Linked DNA regions of Pan troglodytes: region 1 is linked to region 2. The links are chromatin contacts, called in public HiChIP or PLAC-seq maps. All regions are on one chromosome and are shown on one strand. Each heading gives the region's core, a stretch centred on a gene start, on an enhancer-like site or on the middle of the called end of the contact. The rest is flanking DNA. Distances are from core to core; before and after follow the strand shown. Region 1 holds the start of PXN (paxillin). Region 2 holds the start of RPLP0 (ribosomal protein lateral stalk subunit P0).

Region 1 (2,822 bases), core at 54-2,553, 64 kb after region 2:
TGCGTTCACGCCACCCAAGGCATTCCTAGAACCCTGGCACCAACCCCCTTGGGTTTAGAGTCGGCTTCCAGGAGATACTTTCTTTCCCCTAACACCAGATCAAGACTGGACTGAAAAGAGTAACCTTGGGGCTCCAATAACAGGAAAACAGTAAAACTCTGTTCTGGGCATCCTGTCCTCTTTCACCTGCGTGGCTTCCAGCAGGGCCTGACGCAGAGAGGGTGGAGGGGACCCTGCTAGCCAGGACACGTTCAGGGATGGTCATACCTTGGGGCCCACCTTCCACCTCATTCCCCTGGCATTTCACCAGAATCTAGGGGTGGGGAGAGAATCAGGACTCCCAAATTACCGTTCTAGACTGAGATACCATGGAAGACGGACTGGTCTGTGAATTGAGGGGCTGGTCCACAGAGCGGGGAGGTCAGTGAGAGAAAATGAGTGATGGGTCCTTGAAACAGGGTGACCAGATTTGAAGTGGGGGGTCAGAAGAGCAGGCAGACTGGGAAACTTGTCTTTGAAATGGGGGTGTGGTCATCACACGCTCATCTCTAGCTTTTGCATCTGACTTGTGAAATGAAAGGGGTGGGCTCCGAGGGGTTATCCCTGAAGGGGGGTGCTAGTCTGTGAAGTGGGGGGCGGCCCTGGAGGGACGGGGAGCAGGTCGAGGAAATGAGGGAGCAGCCCATGAGATCGGGCAGCTGCTCCCCGAGTTGGGCGGTCGATCTGTGAGGTGGGGGTGGGGAGAGGTCTGCGAGGTGAGGGTCCCGTAGCTGACGAGGTGGTCTGCCGCAGGAAGTCTCGTCCCTGCAGCGGACGGGGTGGGTCCCTGCGGGGCGGGCTGGTCCCTGGGGCCCTTCTGGGAGATGGTGATGGGTCCCCGAGGTCGGGGGTCCAGAGGTGAAGCCGTCCCAGACGGGGGGTCGCTGCTGTGCTGTCGGTGCCGGGGCCGGCCTGGCCCGGGACTAAGGCCCGGTTAGGGATCCCAGCCCCGCGGAGCCCCGGCCGGCAGGGACGGGAGCTGAGGCCGGGGCCGCCGAGGGTGGGATCCCGCGGCCCCTGCCGCTCGCTGGCGCCCTCCTGGCCCCAAGCTGCGCGCCTCTCGCCTCCTCCTCCCTCGGCCTCCCGCTCACTCACCGAGGTCGTCCATGGCCGGACCACGGGCGCCGGCTCAGGGTCGCGCTAGCTGCCCGTCCCGGGGCCGCTCCTCTATGCCCCGCAACTTTTCCGCCGCGAGGCTTGGCCCGGAACGGAACGCGCCGCCGCCGCGCGCGCCCGCGCCCTCGCCCGCCGCGCGCCCCGCCCCCGGCCGCCCCCTTGTGCACGCGCGCCCCGCCCCCGGACACCCCGCGAGCTTGCTGGCCCCGCCCCCTGCGCACGCTGGTCCCGCCCCCGCCAAGAGCCCGGGCAGTGGGCGTCGCTGGGCGGGGCGGTGGCGCCCCCTCGCGGCTAAGGGGGCAGGTGGGCGGCTCCCAGGCCTCCAGCCACTCCCATCCATCTTTCTGTCCCTCTCAAAGTCACTTGCCTGACCCTGCGGATGACAAATCCGTCCACAGTCAGCCATGTGTCTGTGCATTCGTCAGCCACTGGGTCATCACATGCCTGTCCACTGGACAGTCAGTTTTGCCCACCTGTCCGTCTGTCACCTGTAGGTCACCACCCAGGAGGACCATAAATCAGTACCAGGCAAGGCCCGGAGCCCGTGGCTGACCTTTCCTGGGGTCGTCCTCTGGATCAATGGCAGTGCAGCTCGCAGTTCACCCTTTCTGGCCCAAACCCAATACCTGTGTGGTTCCATCTCTCTTAATATTACTTCCACACAGCCACCCTCCCTAGACACTTTTCCAAAACTGCATGGGGCAGAGGGGACCCCAGATTAGACATTAAAGGGAAAACTACAGGAAAGTCACACCCAGTGCTCCCACCCACTCGGAAATTGGGTAATAATAACAGCTACCATTTATTGAGTGTCTGAATAGACAGACACTATATAGCTATTCTCTAAATTAATCCTCCTAGAGGTACTTCCCTACCCGTTGGGATGGGTGATGGCAGTTTGTGGATTTTATATAAAACTGCTCTGCAAGTACAGCTTCAAGTTCCCCTTGTCCCTCAAGAATCCAGGCCTTCTGGGTCAGATCAGGTCCTCCAGAAAGCAGATGAGATGCTGAGATAAAGCTAGGGGTAATGCCCGTGACAGAGAAGGGGAAATAAGCAGGGTTGGGCAAGGAGACTCAGATCTGACAAACAGGTCAACCCATCAGGGAATTCCAGGACAAAAAAAATGAGAAGTCTCCTTGGGCAGAAGTATCCGGGTTCCAATGCTCCCACCATGTTCAGTCATTTTATAAAGGCAGATCCAAGCAGCTTCTGTGGCTGCCACATTCTCCTATAATAAATTCAAGACCAAAGACTGTTCCTCAAACACTCTATTGCGTGCTTTTCCAGCATCTTGCACATACCTCTATTTTGTTTTAGTTTTTGTGTTTTTGTTTTTGTTTGAGATGGAGTCCCAATCTGTCGCCCAGGTTGGAGTGCAGTGGTGCAATCTCAGCTCACTGCAACCTCCGCATCCCAGGTTCAAGTGATTCTCCTGCCTCCTGCTGGGATTACAGGCGCATACCACCATGCCTGGCTAATTTTTGTATTTTTAGTAGAGATGGGGTTTCACCATGTTGGCCAGGCTGGTCTTGAACTCCTGATCTCAGGTGATCTCCTGCCTCCTGGTGGGATTACAGGCGTGTACTACCATGCCTGGCTAATTTTTGTATTTTTAGTAGAGACAGGGTTTCACCATGTTGGCCAGGCTGGTCTTGAACTCCTGA
Region 2 (2,700 bases), core at 140-2,639:
TGCTTAAGCGCAGTACAGTCAGCATTTCTGGGCAAGGGAGACCCACCTCAAAGGCCATCCAAAAGTCATTGGACACTTAAGTTTCTTGGCTGACAGGTCCTAAATATGCAACAGCTTGCTTCCTTACAATGAGTCATTCCTGACCTCAGACCTTCTCAAAAATGGAGTAAAACTGTAATGTGCGGCCAGGCGCGGTGGCTCACACCTGTAATCCTAGCACTTAGGGAGGCCGAGGAAGGTGGATCATGAAGTCAAGAGATCGAGACCATCCTGGCCAACATGGTGAATCCCTGTCTCTACTGCAAATACAAAAATTAGCTGGGTGTGGTGTCGCGCCCCTGTAATCCCAGCTACTCGGGAGGCTGAAGCAGGAGAATCGATTGAACCTGGGAAGCGGAGGTTGCAGTGAGCCAAGATCAAGCCACTGCACTTCAGCCTGGACAACAGAGCGAGACTCCGTTTAAAAAAAAAAGATGTATAAAGCGCGCTCTTTTGGAAGCCAGACAGACCTGGATATGAATGCTGTCATCTTAGGACCCACTTAACTTGCCTGAGCCCGTTTATCTGCAACAGAAGGGACCTATCTCAGGAAATTGTTAACTGAACAGTATTTTCCCAAAAATGGCCTAATTCAGTAGCCGGTGTGAGTAGACCCTCAGCACATAGCAGCTGACTGTCCCTATTTGCGCTGGGGCAACATGAAGGGCAGAGGCGACCCACCCTGCACTTACGATGATCTTAAGGAAGTAGTTGGACTTCCAGGTCGCCCTGTCTTCCCTGGGCATCACGGCGGTGCGTCAGGGATTGCCACGCAGGGTTTAAAGACGATGTCACTGAGGAGAGACAGGGAGCTCAGACCTGGTCACGCCGACACCCATCCCGCGGTCCCGGGCCTAAGAGGAGCAGGACACGCGCAATCGCCCGCCGGCCCTGCCTAGGGCAGCGGCCGTCATCTCGGGGCATGCAAGCCGCCACCGAGGCCCCAGGCGGAACAGAATAGGACTCCATGTTCCCAAAGGCCCCCAAAGACCCCTCCATGCTTCCCGCCGGCGACCCCTGGCGCCCATCTAACTAGCACACGAACCTTCCACGAGGACGCCTGGCGAGAGAAGGGCCTCGCGCCCGCGCGTGCCTTTTATATGCGAACAAAGTAGCCAATCAGAAACCGCGGATAGCGCTCCTGTCTATTGGCTGCGCCATCGCCCATCCGACAAAGCTGAACGAATACAGGCAACCATTGGATAATATCGCTGCCACTCCAGCCAACGGAAAGCCGCCTTTAAGTAGGGTCGCGAAGGAAGGCGCTGCCTCGCGTTGGAGGAGCTTGCTCTGAGCTGCTGCCACCTGCTGGGCTGGAGCTGGAGCTCAGAATTCGGAGTCCCGGTTCCCTGTGCCACCTGGCGAGCTCAGCAAACTAAAAGGTATGACGTGGAGCTGAGACATAATTGCACATGCTTAGAAACAGAATGGTTTCTCTTTTTTTTTTTTTTTTTTGAGACGGAGTGTCGCTCTGTCGCCCAGGCTGGAGCGCAGTGGCGCCATCTCGGCTGACTGCAAGCTCCGCCTCCCGGGTTCACGCCATTCTCCTGCCTCAGCCTCCGGAGTAGCTGGGACTACAGGCGCCCGCCACCGTGCTCGGCTAATTTTTTTTTTTTTTTTTTTTTTGTATTTTTAGTAGAGACGGGGTTTCATCATGTTCTCCAGGATGGTCTCGATCTCCTGACCTTGTGATCTGCCCGCCTCGGCCTCCCAAAGTGCTGGGATTACAGGCGTGACCCGCCGCGCCCGGCCTCAGAATGGTCTCTCGTCTTCTCTAGTTTTTCCGCCTACCAAAACAGAGGGATCCTTTAAAACCTGGCCGGGCGCGGTGGCTCACGCCTATACTCCCAGCACTTCGGGAGGACGAGGCGGGTGGATCACCTGAGGTCAGGAGTCCGAGACTAGCCTGGCCAACATGGCAAAACCCCGTCTCTACTAAAAATACAAAAATTAGCCAGGTGGGGTGGCGCATGCCCGTAATCCCAGCTACTCAGGAGGCCGAGGCAGAAGAATCGCTTGAACCCGGGAGCTGTGAGCTCTGCAGTGAGCTAAGATCACACCATTGCACTCTAGCCTGGGTGACAGAGAGGGACTCCATCTCAAAAAAAAAAAAAAAAAAAAACCTAAGTCAGCTCATCTCCTTATCTGCTTAAAACTTTCCGTTTTCTACAGAGTAAAAATCTAAAACCTAAAGTACCTACAAGGCCCTTACCTATCTGTCCCTCACGCCCACTCTGATCATCTCAGATGTTTTCCTCCTCACTTACTTGCTTTCTACCCAGATGATGCTCTGCTGCTTTTCCAGAGCAGGCTTTACTTGGGGGCTCTTGCATTAGCCATTCCCTCTTCCTAGAAAACTAGCCAACAAACATCCACAGAATAATTCACCTCCATCAAATCTTTTTTTTTTTTTTTTTTTTTTTTTGAGAAGCAGTCTCACTCCGTTGCCCAGGCTAGAGTGTAGTGGAGCAATCTCAGTTCATTGCAGACTTGACCTCCCAGGCTGAAGTGATCCTCCCACCTCAGCCTCCCAAGTAGCTAGGACTACAGGCGCACACCACCACGCCAAGCTAATTTTTTGTACTTTTTGTATAGATGGGGTCTTGCCATGTTGCCTAGGCTGATGTCAAACTTCTGGGCTCAAGCAATCCTCCCACCCTG

What was found. HiChIP or PLAC-seq counts read pairs in DNA pulled down with a chosen protein or histone mark.
Region 1: an H3K4me3 HiChIP or PLAC-seq map of stem cell-derived excitatory neurons shows a contact between it and region 2, with 4 times the contacts expected there. The contact joins the promoter of PXN here to the promoter of RPLP0 in region 2. A contact is called at or near these places in 1 of 7 Hi-C or Micro-C datasets (induced pluripotent stem cells) and 1 of 1 datasets of contacts at active chromatin or transcription factors (stem cell-derived excitatory neurons).

What each region holds. Positions count from the first base shown.
Region 1 is chr10:127,064,939-127,067,760 of NHGRI_mPanTro3-v2.0_pri, forward strand. PXN (paxillin) reads right to left here and starts at 1,304. Exons shown (of 11, transcript XM_509424.8): 1 at 1,135-1,304. The coding sequence starts at 1,147. It overlaps LOC101059613 (nucleoside diphosphate kinase, mitochondrial), which reads left to right and starts at 1,146. Exons shown (of 3, transcript XM_003952321.6): 1 at 1,146-1,454; 2 at 1,650-1,783. The coding sequence starts at 1,146.
Region 2 is chr10:127,000,651-127,003,350 of NHGRI_mPanTro3-v2.0_pri, forward strand. RPLP0 (ribosomal protein lateral stalk subunit P0) reads right to left here and starts at 1,390. Exons shown (of 8, transcript XM_063785093.1): 1 at 1,085-1,390; 2 at 732-833. The coding sequence starts at 785. LOC104001712 (a long non-coding RNA gene) reads left to right here and starts at 1,294. Exons shown (of 4, transcript XR_010147801.1): 1 at 1,294-1,421.